Regions from separate parts of the Sus scrofa genome. Here region 2 is linked to region 1. The links are chromatin contacts, called in public HiChIP or PLAC-seq maps. All regions are on one chromosome and are shown on one strand. The core of a region is the stretch at or near the end of the contact, and the rest is flanking DNA. Distances in the headings are between cores, read along the strand shown.

Region 1 (6,573 bases), core at 1,334-3,833:
GGCTCCTCTGATGTTCCAGACACTCATAAGACATACCGCAATCTTTCCTGCCAGATATGAACAAAGCTCTGAAGTCAATGACAGTTTTCACAGAACTTTTTTGAAAACCATCCTATGATGAGCAATTAGTAAGTTGTCTCCTTATTGGGGCTTGCATGCAATTAGTGCTAATCTTTTATGGGTATTTGTGAACGTGTTTGCTTTTGATCTAGATCCATTGGAGTATGTTTAAAATCTCTCAAAAATGTGTTGTGTCATTGGAGGCCTTGGATATCATTCATTACATAGTTTTAAAGTTTTTTTCCTAGTCACTTTTTGCTGGTATATAAAATGCAAATGGATATTTGTAGGCTCGATTTACTGAATTTACTTGCTAATTCATATAGACTAAATGGAGATTCTTTTGGATTTTCCGCATCTATAATCATGTTATCCACAAATAATGACAGTTATTTCTTCCTTTCTAATACATTTGTCCTAACGGGATCTCCAGTATAGTGTTAAACAGAAGAGGTAATTGTGGGCATCTTAATCTTATTCCTGATCTCATGCTGCAAACTTCAAAGATTTTACCATTAATCGTGAAGCATTCCATGAGGGTTTGACGGCTGTTCTTTAATATATTAAAGAAGATTCTACTTCTAGTATGCTAAGAGTTTATAAGATGAATAGATATTGAGAGGTATCAATGCTTTCTCTGCAACTATTGAGATAATCATATGATTTTCTCCTTTATTTTCTAAATATGGTGAATTATATGATTTTCAAATATTGAAACAACCATCTTACTTGATGCCGTTATCAGCTAATATAATGAGGATTTTTGCAACTACGTTTATGAGAGATATTAACTTGTAATATTTCTTTCTTATAATGTCTGTATCAGGTTTTGTTATCAAGATTACACTGGCTAGTAAAATTGGAAGTGTTCCCTCTTTTTCTGTCCTCTAAAAGTTTAGCAGAGTTAGTGTTATTTTTTCCTTAAATGTTTGTAATAAGTTACCACTAAATTTATCTGTGCCTAGAGTTTCCTTTGTGGGAAGCTTTTTATTTTCAGATACTTTTTTTTTTTTTTTTTACTGGATATGGGACTATTCAATTTTTATAGTGCATCATGAGTATGTTACAATAAATTGTGTTTTAAAGTAACATTAATTTTATCAAAATTTCACTATTTATTAGCAAATGTCTTTCATTATTTCTATCATTTTAATTTCTCTCATATCTAATAATAATGTCCTCACTTTCATTCCTGATATTACTTGTGCTCATGTTTAATCTTCCTAACAATTGATGTAGTGAGTATTATTATTTTCTCACATCTTGCAAAGGAGTAACAAAACTCCAAGAGCTAAAATGTTGCTCAAGTTTACTTAGCTAGAAAGCACAGAGCTAGGACTCAAAGCAAGTTCTGTAGCCTCAAAAGCCCATATTCTTTACAAACAAGTCATACTTGCTTCATGGTACATTGTAGTCATGGCTGTGCTGACTTTTTAGTGCTTTCAGGGAAGAAAAATGAATACTGGGGCTAAGCTTTTGTCTGAGAAAATAACAGGAACAGGAAAAAGATAAATGGACTTTCCTCACTCTCTAAACACTCAGACACATTTGACATTGGTACTGTGAATCATTTTCCACTTAACGAGTGGCGTTATATGCTCTTCAGTTTCTCTGAAGAGCTCCTCCCCATCCTATTAGAAAATGCTGAATTATCTTTTAAGTACCAGCTTCTATTCTGTGAAGAATTCCTGCTATTCTGTTCTTCTACAGTATTCTGTGTCTTCGATTCCACGGATTCCTTGACTCTCCCAACAAAATAGATATCTCTGTTGTATTACCACTGAAGTTATTGAAGAAAGTTCTATCATAGCTCATATATTTACAGATAATATTCTCAACATGCCTATAAACATCTGCCTCACCTACTAAATTATCAGTCTCTTGAGGATAATGGGAACTACGTCTCCTGCATCCACTCTGTGTCCTGTGTTCAGCTTAATCACGAAGCAGGTACACAGTGAAACATCTTCATTATTTTATAGGACTAATTATTTTTACATGCTTTTCCCCATCTCCCCTAAGAACTTATCCCTCAAGGAATCTACCACAGTAGAATTTTGCTTGGCATGTACTAACCGTGTTCTCTACATATGGAATTTCTCAAAAGTCAGAATAGTTTAAACTACTTAGCTTATTTGAGGCTCCAGCTCTAATTATTTTAAGTGACAATATCTATACATGGCTACAAAACCTGAAGTACATTTTAAATGTTTACATTTAATTAATTCATGCTTAAAACATACACATTCACAGACTCAATAGCTATCTGTATTATTTCAGAGATAGTACCCAAGTCTGAATTTGATCTAAATTTAAGGTTTTACTAAATATGACACTCAAAACAAGTATTTTTCCTGGTCCCCTTCTTTTTGCCACTCCTCTCTATTCTCCCTTGTTCTACAGTTTATGAACGTACTAGGTCATGAGCAAACCAAAACTATCTGAGGCGCCTCACTCAAGGCCTAAGAAACCCAGGGAGAATTTAGAGCTGCAGTATGGGACAGAGCCACTAGGTGGAGCTCCATAAAATCTATGGTCATCTCCTGCCCATGAATCACTTTAGACCATGGGATGCTGATGCTGGAAAGGACCTGGAAAGCAAGGAACTAATCCCTTCAGTTTCACAGAGGGGAAATCTGGGGGCCCATCAGGGAAAGAACTAACCCAGGTCACACACTGAATTAGTAAAGCCAAGCAGGACCCTGTGGAGCTATTCCAGGTACAAAAGATTTTCTGTGCTCCCTGTCTCCTGTTTGTAGAAAAGCTGTAGTCTCCTAGGCCTCCTCTGAGTCACCAAAGATCAGGCTCAAGCAGTTAAAGATTAGTACAGCAGAAGTACAGCTGCTGAGTCACAGAATCTTTAGTTCCTCCCTGAAAGACATAGATAACAGTGTCCAGTGCACTTTCCTGAGTTGTTTTGCAGATACTATAATAACCACCATCAGAGGGAAAAAGCTAACTATATGATAACCAGACGGTAGCCAGGACATAAGCTGCTGAATCTTGAGCAGTGCTGACTCTATGGCTTGCACAATTCCAGGAACCGGCCTCAAGGAAATGGGAATAAACAGACCCTGAAGTTGCAGATTAGCTATGTTTAAAACAATCTTAAGATAACACTGACCAGAGCACGACATGACTAGTTCCAAGATGACTGTCAGATTTCTGACTGTTCTATTCTGAACATCGCGTCTGTCTGCGCACCCCTGAAACCTTCCACTTTTCCCCTGTAACTCCCTTTTCCCTCTAACTGGCAAGGGGAAAATGGTTTGGGGAATGATAGTCCACTATCTCCCCAGGTTGCCAGCTTCCCAATTAAAGCATCTTTCTTTTCCCACCAACCCTTGTTTCTCAAATATTGACTTCTGAGCCATGAGTAGCTGAACTTGAGCTCGGTTCTGGCTCCAGCTGGTAACATTAGTAGTAAACACAAAATCAGCGCCCAGAGTCTGCATGGCTGCACCTTTGCATTTTCTGCAGTAATTATTTTGCCACTAGAGTTGTGAATGGAAAAGGTGTACAGCTTAAATAAAAACAGGATACATGACTAATCAATCTCCTCATGGTGAAGCAAAACAGTATTGGCATAACATTAATTAACTTGTGTTCTGGAGTCACATACTGTTAGCCAAAGAAAGTGAGCTTCATGGCCAGTGCCTGCAACAGTGTGCATTTGAATGAAGGTATCTCAGCTTCTTTCTACTGGATAATCAAAGAAGCCTTATATCACTGTTCTGCTTCATTTATAGAAAGGAGTTTGGGCAGAAGGAGTGGAAAGGACTAGTTTTTCCACTGACAAACTCTGTGGTATCAAAAGAAAGTTTCCTGCCCATTGTTTCCATGGGAGAAATGGTGGAGTCTGCTTTGCCTAATGAGCAGAGGCAGAACAAGGAGTTATGGGGATTTGGAATAAGGTAATTATAGGACAAAACTGATCATGACAGGTTATCATTGGTAACTTCCATGCGCCTTCGGTCCTATCAGGTCCCCTTTCCCACAGTTGTCCTCATTCTACCACATCTCTGTCTCAGAAGGGAATGTGACAAATAAACCAGTTAGATCTCAGAGTGCTCTAAGAACCAGAAACACAACGGATACAGATGATTGTGGTATTAGGGAAAATATGATTCAAATGTCTAGCAAAATCTCTGGCATATACACAGCAGTGTTTTTTAAAAAAATGCCTTCAGAGTTCTCACTGTGGCATATTGGGTTAAGAATCCAAATGCAGCGGCTCAGGTTACTGCGGAGGCACAGGTTAGATCCCTGGCCTGGCACAGTAACTTAAAGGACCCAGCACTGCTGCAGCTGCGTTCTGTGGCTTGGATTCAATCCCTGGAAACTTCATAAGCCGCGGGTGCAGCTTTAAAAAAAAAAAAAAAAAAAAAAAAAGAAAGAAAGAAAAGAAAAGAAAAAAAAAAGCTGCTATTTTTGTGTCATTTCATTCTTCTCAGATATGTTTATATTTAAAGAAAAACTAAAGTGAGAATATTTCTTTATCTCCATAAAGGGAGAGATCTGGTCCTCTGACAAGAGAGTTTTTGGGTCAGTTAAATATTTACACATAATGTGTAATAGCTACTCTAATTAGAGGTGTTCCATTCATAAGGATTAATTAGGCTTCTGGTATCTTCATTTTTTAAATTTGTAAATTGAAAGTACAAAGTAAAGTGGCTTAAAAAAAAAGAAACTTCCTTAACATTTACAGAGAGGATAATGTGCAAAGCAGGTTGGTGCTCTCATACTTTGATAGAGTCATTCCATGTTGCTGAAAGCATTTGAGAAACATTTTTGTAATCTAGTTAAATTAAAATGGAGACAATAATAAAGCACTTACTTATTCCAGGTGTTGTTTCAGTTGCTATATATACAAGGATTATTTTGCTCATTTATTACAACCAAATTTGTGAGTTAGGGAGAATTACCCCTAACTCACTCAGAAGAAAATGTCAAGATAATAACAAAAATAAATGGTGTCACAGGTAAATGTCACAGTTGGATTTTGGTATTTGGTCTGTTTGGCTCCAAAACCTGTGCTCCAAACTACTACATACTTAGGTTCATTATTTGCTTCCTTGGACCCTAGGCTAAGAAAATTAACAATGGAAAAAGCGACTTGCGCAAAAGCTTTATTTATAATAGTGAAAGTTAAAAGCCAAATAAAGTTTATATAATGGAGAACAATATATAGAGTAAATTATGAAGGGATATATATATAGATTATACATATCCCTTCATAATATATATACACATGTATCTGTATATCCCTTCATAATTTATATCCTATATCCATCTCTCTATATATATTTATATCCATCTTATATATCCACCTTACATCCTTATAGGTAAAAACGTGAAACATGCTTATGGTATAATAACTTTTAAGGAGTTCCCGTCGTGGCGCAGTGGTTAACGAATCTGACTAGGAACCATGAGGTTGCGGGTTCGATCCCTGCCCTTGCTCAGTGGGTTAACAATCCGGCGTTGCCGTGAGCTGTGGTGTAGGTCACAGATGCGGCTCGGATCCAGCGTTGCTGTGGCTCTGGCGTAGGCCGGCAGCTGTAGTTTTGGTTCGACCCCTAGCCTGGGAACCTCCATATGCCGCGGGAGCGGCCCAAAGAAATAGCAAAAAGACAAAAAAAAAATAATAACTTTTTAAAAATATAATATAGGAGTTATTGTCGTGGCCCAGAGGAAATGAATCCAACTAGGAACCATGCGGTTGTGGGTTCTATCCCTGGCCTCGCTCAGTGGGTTAAGTATCCGGTGTTGCCTTGAGCTGTGGTGTAGGTCGCAGACGCGGCTCGGATCCTGCATTGCTGTGGCTCTGGTGTGGGCTGGCAGCTACAGCTCCAATTAGACCCCTAGCCTGGGAACCTCCATATGCTGTGGGTGTGGCCCTAAAAAGACAATATGGCTGATCACAATTTGTGCAGAATAAACTTGTCTGATAGGTGTCCCTTTGACATCACAGTCCAAATTTCTGCCTCTTGGCATACCAAATCTCCCCATTTTTACACTGGGGACACATGAAGAGACAAGAAGCCTGCTCCAGCCTGCACATAAGAACTTAACACTTCCTTAAACTTTGTAACTGATCATTCTGTTATGGCAGCTACCCAGCAGCCCTGAGCTGCAGCGTATCAGCTCTGGCGACAGCCCTGTGGCTGTAGCGTACTAGCTCCAGCAGCTCTGTGGCTGCAGTGGATCAGCTCTTTTACCCAGTGAGAAACCAAGAGAGCACTCAGAGAGGTGGAGAACTCAGATTTATTAGGTGAGAAACCAAGAGAGCACTCAGAGAGGTGGAGAACTCAGATTTATTACGCTGGCGGGGTCAGAGGAGATAGCTCCCTGGAGTCTGAGCTCGGAAGAAGGATTCCACAAGGCTTTTATGAGCTACGTCTTCCGGGTCCAAGCTTGGCTAGTTGGACCGGAGTGACGTCAGGCAAGGTAGTAGATGCAGAAACAAATTTACAGAAGCAGATGCGTGGGGGAGGGGTGGTTGGAGCAGTT
Region 2 (6,573 bases), core at 2,726-5,225, 270 kb after region 1:
ATTACAGCATAAAGAATCAGCTGTATGGACCCAGTAATTCTATTCAGGAGAACTGATTCTAAAGAAATAATTCAACAGAAGCTCAAAGGCTTCTGTGTAGAGGTTGTTCCCCCTTCAGTGATATAGACAATAGCAAAAACGTACAAAACAAGAACCAACCAACCACTGGAGAACAGTTTCATAAATTACAGCATAGCAATATTATGGAAATGTGTTAAAATTTGTATTGAGTAAAGCCTTTCATTTAGCTTCCAGAGAATTCCCAAAGGATATATTTTAATCCCACTTATGATGAAAACTTGTTTTCAGATATGAATCATCTTAAGTCATTGTGCCTTTTCATGGTGTACTTTCCTTCGACAAAGCTGTTTGTTTCACAATCAGTAGCAACCCGGGAAGATTCAGGTTTTAAAACTAATTCTGAGATGCTGTACGAGCTTACACAACGTCCTCAGTAGGGAAAGCTTTTCAGAGAGGAGCAAGGTGTTGACCAGAGCATGGGATCAGCTGCAAGAAACGTTGCAGACATTCATTTAAAATTGCTGGTTTCTATCTTAGGGTTGAGGAATTTTCAGACAAAGTAATTTATTCTTCCTAAAGACAGATGAGTAGTTTCCCAACAGGAATTTTTCCTAACATTTTTGTGCCTGCAAACTGGAAAAGCTTTGGAGTCAGACCAAGCTGGATAATAATGACAGTAAGAGCCAGTACTTGCTAAGCACTTGGAATAAACCAGACACATGGTATACCCAGATGTACTGATTTAATCATTGCAGCAGCCCTTTGAACTAGGTACCACTCTTATCCCTGTTTTACAAAGGAGGATGAACTAGGACACAGATAGGGGATTAAGTAACTCGCCCAAGATTACTGGGTGGGTTAACTACGATGCACATTGTTTCTCACTAAAGTGCTGGTTACAGACACCAGCTGGGCCGTTTGTTGGGCTGAGTTCTGTCTTTACATGGCTGAAGGCACACAGGCAACTGTGCTATTTTCCAAACCCTTTCGTCTTTTTCCTCATCTCTGGGCTTGAGCCCCTGCCCCTGCTCTCTGACCTTAGGACCCTGGAAGATTGGCAGCCTGATCCCTTTTTTAGTACTGACGCCAATGACAGTTTGCACTTAGCTGCTTGATTTTCTCCGTCTGGGGTCGGTTGGAGCCCATACCTCCGTGTTTCTCTATGGAAGCTGCTTTGCTCTGAAGCTCACAGAGAATCAGGGCCCCTCACTCACGGCAGTCTATGTTCCTACTTTTGTATTCACATTTTTTCCCCCTTCGGATCTTTTTCTTAAATAGTGCACCCTCCCCCCAACTGCATGGACTTTAAGTCTCACATAGTTGTATTTACCCCTGCTTCCCAGAGTTTACCTCCTCTCTCCTAAGGATACCATAAACCAGCTGTGTTATGCTAGGAGACTTGCTGATGCTTTCTGAGTTCCAGACTCCCTAGCTGCACAGTGGAAGTGTTGGGGATCAGCAAGATCGTTTATATAAAATTCCGGCTCTTAGCAGGTGCACGCGATTGTTATTCCCCTAATTGTCATTCTGATAGCTTCTGTGTGTAGGCAGGTGTTTCCCAGACAGTTCTGATACAAAACATTCTGTCTTGTTTCTCCACACGACCCCAGGTGCTTATGAAACCATGGGTCCGGCTCTGGGACATGACCTGTATCAACTCCATTAAAACTGGTGGGTTCATGAATCTTTGATTTTTACCACCATTCGGACCCAGTTCACATGATCTGTCTGCTCCCACGTGCCCTGACTTAGGCTGCGGTGATTTAGGCTGGATTTGAAAATGACGTGGAGGGAATATTCAAAGAGAGGGAAGTGGTCTCTGCAAGTCTTGGGTCTGCCGAGTTGTGCTCTTACATGAGCTTCGGGAGAATTCTCTCTATTCCATTGTACTGGACTGAAGGAATCAATCACGTGTCTATGGCCAGGGGCCACCTTTCACTTTGCTTCCTTCTTCATCCCACTGATTTAATAATATCATTTTAATAAAGGGAATTCTGTTTCTCCTGGTTTTAGGATAATGTCTTGTGGTCTGTTAAAATCATGTATTATCACAGCAGATGTATTTACTAATTTTTCTAAATGCCTTGGGCTTTGGTTTGCTTGAGGCAGACAGTACATCCTGGTCATTCAGTGCACTGGCTTTGGAGCGAATCAGCATGCGTTTGATTCCTAGCAAATACCACTTACTAGCTGTATGATTTGGGGCCTTTTATATAACTTCTCTAAAATTTTATCTTTGACTAATGAGAGCAATGCTACTTAACTCACAACACAATTTTATTATTTATTTTCACAAAGACACTAGGAGGTAGGTACTGTTATCATCCTCATTTTATAGAGAAAGAAACTGGGTCACAGAGCAGTTAAGTGACTTGCTCAAAGTCACATGATTGGAGGGGGCAAAGCCAGACATATATCTGGATGGTTGGACTGTAAAGCTTGTACTCCAGAACACCAGATTAAAGAAAATAACCAAAATTGCCAAAGGGATGACTGAAAGGGAAGAGAAAACTCAATTTACAAAAATCAAGGGGATGCCAAAGAATAGGAAACGAAGCATAAGGAGAAAACATACGTGCCAGGCACTGTTGGGGTTTTTAATAGGTTGTTCAAACATCCTTACAACCCTGGAAAAGTAGTGATGACCTTTTAAAAAAGAGAACTGTAGTTCACATAGCTGATGCATGTTCATGTTGGAATTCAATCTAATTATAAATAATACAAGGATAATATACTCAGACACATATTATACGTCTTCTAGAGATGCAGCGTAGTGCTTGGTTCTATAGGTGCATTAGGAAAATACATTTCGCAGCCTGTGAGCTCAAGGATCTTCAACTCTAATGGGGATGATAGAGGTAGATGCCATAAAGAAGAGAGGCCTACATTCCTGGTGAAGATAACCACAGCATCATTTGGGTGGCTAGGATGGAAAGGGCCTAGAACGGAAATGGAAAATGCTGTCATAGAACGTGAACTTCATCTGGCCCGAGGGGCAGAAGCCTGGCCCGTTGTAGACAGTCGATGTTTGTTGAATGCCCAAGCGATAATAGTTAAGCAGAAAGACATCATGTTCCTTTTCTGTTACCTTTCCTCCTCAGCCAGGACCTATTAGAACAGAAGGGCTTGACTTTCCCCATCACCCCTAGAGAAGGGCCAGGGTGCAAAGATGAGAGAAGGGGGAGAACCAAGCTTAGTGCCTCTCAGATCAATACCAGGTCAGAGACACCTTCTGTATCTCCGTGCCCACAAAGGTGACTGGAGCCTGGTAGGGCCCAGTGAAGAAATGTGCTACATAAAAGAATAAATGAATGAGAGGAAAAAAAAAAAAAAAAAAAGACGGATTATTTCAGGGAAGACTTACAGAAATCTGAGGGCAGAGAAAAAAACACCACAACCAGGATCCATACAAACACGTCATCCTTCTTCGAGGCCTTTCCCTTCTCCTCGCATGTAATTATTTCCCTTGCTGTGCCCCTGCAGTTCCCCCTACAAAGACTTAAGCCTCCTACGACGCTCTGCTGACATTATTTGCTTACATCTCTGACTCTACTAAGAAGAAAGGAGTTATTTAGGGGAAGGACGGTATTGTGTTCATCTTAATATCTCCAGTGCCTAAAATATCATCTGGTGCATAGCAGACAACATGATGTATAGTAGGTTCTGAGCAAATAGTACCTATTAATTATTATTGTTTGGTTCATAAACATCACCAAAGAGAGAACCTTGCTTTCCTGTAACTAATGTCTTCTCAACTCTTCTCTTTCTGGCTAACTTGTCTTTGTTGTCTGGCGTACAGCTTAGATCTTTCTACCTCTTGTATTACCTACTTTCTTTAATTCACTAGGTTTTATTTTGATTCCATTCTCCATAAAGGTGTGTATTGCCCCCTTGTGTCTCCGTTAGTGAAGCTGCCCACTCACCCCTTTTGGCATTTCTGCCCCCTCCTGCGGGGCTCTGCTGCCCTCTAGGGGGCCTTGTTCATCACACACGTCTCAGGAATCTGCACTTGTCAGCACAGTCCTTGGTTGGGATGGCTGTGCTCAAGGCAGGACTGACAAGCTCCGAAGCTCCTTTGGCTGCTCCTGCAGTTCGCGGTTTATGAACATGTGGCTAGACAGCATAATGGGTTTAGGAGGCTGCCAGGAACTGAGACCCATCACAAACGGAGGTTTGGAGGAGGCTGCCATGGGTCTCAGTACTCTCAGTACCAACAGGATTCTCAGTTGTGGGTATCCCGCCTGCACTTTGGCAATTTGTATACTGTGTCAAAGTTTGTTCTGTGGATCAGGATCCAGTTAGTGAGAGTGTTCTACCTGATGAATGAACAATGATTTCCATCTTTGCTTGGGCCTCTGGGATACAAAGAACTTCCTCAAAAAGCTGGGACCTCAGTGGGTTTTTGTTCAAGCCCAAACCCACCTCTAGTTACCACATCCAATGGTGATGACTCTTAACTCTATCCAGTTTGACTTCTCTATTGCTCACTCATTCACATGTGGATCATTCTTCTTGCTGTTGTGTTATCCCTTGTGTCTGGGGATGTACTTAATACTAATATTCAGGAATTCTTTGTCTGTTCATCAGACTTTCCCTTATCTAGTCCAAGAGAGCTTCCCTTTCTTCTCCCAAAGTGTACCTCAAACTCTAAACCCTTTTGATCTTCAGACCAGTTTTTCTCCATCAGTTTCTTAGATATGTTCCCTTAGGTGTCTCCTAGAATTCAAATTTAACAATTCCTAAACCAAGCTTATTTTTTCATCAGGCTCTCTCCCCTTTACCTCCCCATCCTTGGTCCCCAATTTTTGCTCATTTAGCCGTGTTATTATCAAAATGTGAATGGCTCTCCCAACCCTTCTGTTTTAATGTCCATCCTGGATTTCTTCTCTGAGCTCAATTGACAGGCATCATATTAACATCTCCAGAACTTCGAACCTCTCCTCCCCAAGTCTGAATCACACAGGTCCCAATCCTCCCATTTATGCAGGTTGAAAATCTAAGACTCATCTTTTAAGTTTTTTTTTTTCTTTCCTTCACATACAACATAACAATGATGAAAATCCTATCATTATACTTTGTACTTGAAACCATCATAGTCTCTCACCTAGTCTGTCAGAATGGATTTCTAGCTGATTTCTTCCTTCTTTCCACTCTACTTTCTATTGTATCTATGGAAACCAGAGGGATTTCTTTAACATATTAACCTCATCGTGTAACTGCTCAAACCTGCCAAAGCTTCCCATCACATTCAGGAGAAAATACAAAATCTGTACCTCACCTAATCTGATCTCCAAGTGCCAGGCTACATTCTTCTCTTACCATTCTCTCAACCACAGTGGACCTTGCTTGTCCCCTAAAATAACCATCTAGCTCCTGTCTCACATTTTTTTCACTTGCTATTCCCTCTGCCTGGAACACTTACCCTCCACTTCCCTGGTCTTTGTGTATTTTATTTTCTCACTTCATTTTGCTCTCTGTTCAGCTTATTCAGCGAGGCTGTTCATGGCACCATATCTAAAAATGTCCAAAATCATTCCCTATCCAGCTCACTCTAGTTCTTTCCCTTTTTTCTTGCTTTTAATAATCATTATTCCATATAATTAATGGTATTATATGATGTATTTTTTTTTTTTTTTACTTTTTATTGTTATTCTCTCCAACTGCAATTGAAGTTCTAGGGAGGGTTGAGATTTTGTTTTCGTCACCACTTTATCATCAGAGAGAGAACAATTCATGGTACATAGCACATTCTCAGTGAATAATTGTCTAGATGAATGGTGAAGTCAATAATAATAGGCTGTGTATATTTAGAACTTCTGTGGGGTAGATGGTGAGTAATGACTTTATAAATGGCATGAGCTGGACCAGGTAAGATGAGTGAGGATGAATTAATTTCATGGTCAGTAAGTAATTCTGTAGAAGCAGCCATGTTGGGGACCATGTGTGAGGTAGCTTGATTTATGCAGAAGATTAAAGCTCAGGAGGAGCATGAAATAAGGTTGAAAAGGTAAGAAAGGTAACCTGAAGACATTCTGAAGAGCCTTGAATTGTTAGTAGCATAGTTTTGATGTGGGAAGTGAGGAGGCACTGACTGTTTTTGAGGTGGTTAAATGGACTGAGTTTATCACTATTATAGTAATTCAGATGTACAGAGATAAAATAATTGATTTGTATAGCAGTTGTAAAAATAAAAATGAGGATAGGAGTTCCTGTCGTGGCGCAGTGGTTAACGAATCCAACTAGGAACCATGAGGTTGCGGGTTCGGTCCCTGCCCTTGCTCAGTGGGTTAACGATCCGGCGTTGCCGTGAGCTGTGGTGTAGGTTGCAGATGTGGCTCGGATCCCGCGTTGCTGTGGCTCTGGCGTAGGCTGGTGGCTACAGCTCCAATTGGACTCCTAGCCTGGGAACCTCCATATGCCACGGGAGCGGCCCAAGAAATAGCAAAAAAAAAAAAAAAAAAAAAAAGACAAAAAAAAAAAATGAGGATAAAACTGTTTGAAAAACATTTCAAATAGCATGTGGTGTCTCAGTAGCATCTACTATCTGGCTAA

What was found. HiChIP or PLAC-seq counts read pairs in DNA pulled down with a chosen protein or histone mark.
Region 2: a contact with region 1 is called in an H3K27ac HiChIP or PLAC-seq map of alveolar macrophages. The contact joins two enhancer-like sites. A contact is called at or near these places in 1 of 5 promoter capture datasets (liver), 22 of 47 Hi-C or Micro-C datasets (alveolar macrophages, brain, embryonic fibroblasts and 12 more) and 2 of 2 datasets of contacts at active chromatin or transcription factors (alveolar macrophages and skeletal muscle).

What each region holds. Positions count from the first base shown.
Region 1 is chr9:21,681,663-21,688,235 of Sscrofa11.1, forward strand. No RefSeq gene overlaps it. Among named protein-coding and RNA genes, the nearest start is that of RAB38, 44 kb to the left of the region's middle. Within about 2 kb of position 2,584, at least 20 of the 83 cell types and tissues checked have an H3K27ac peak or open chromatin away from gene starts, as enhancers often do. A contact at or near this core is called in alveolar macrophages, where this site is marked.
Region 2 is chr9:21,945,611-21,952,183 of Sscrofa11.1, forward strand. The region is part of intron 8 of GRM5 (metabotropic glutamate receptor 5); the gene reads right to left. The region is part of intron 3 of LOC106504843 (a long non-coding RNA gene); the gene reads left to right. Among named protein-coding and RNA genes, the nearest start is that of CTSC, 190 kb to the left of the region's middle. Within about 2 kb of position 3,976, at least 7 of the 83 cell types and tissues checked have an H3K27ac peak or open chromatin away from gene starts, as enhancers often do. A contact at or near this core is called in alveolar macrophages, where this site is marked.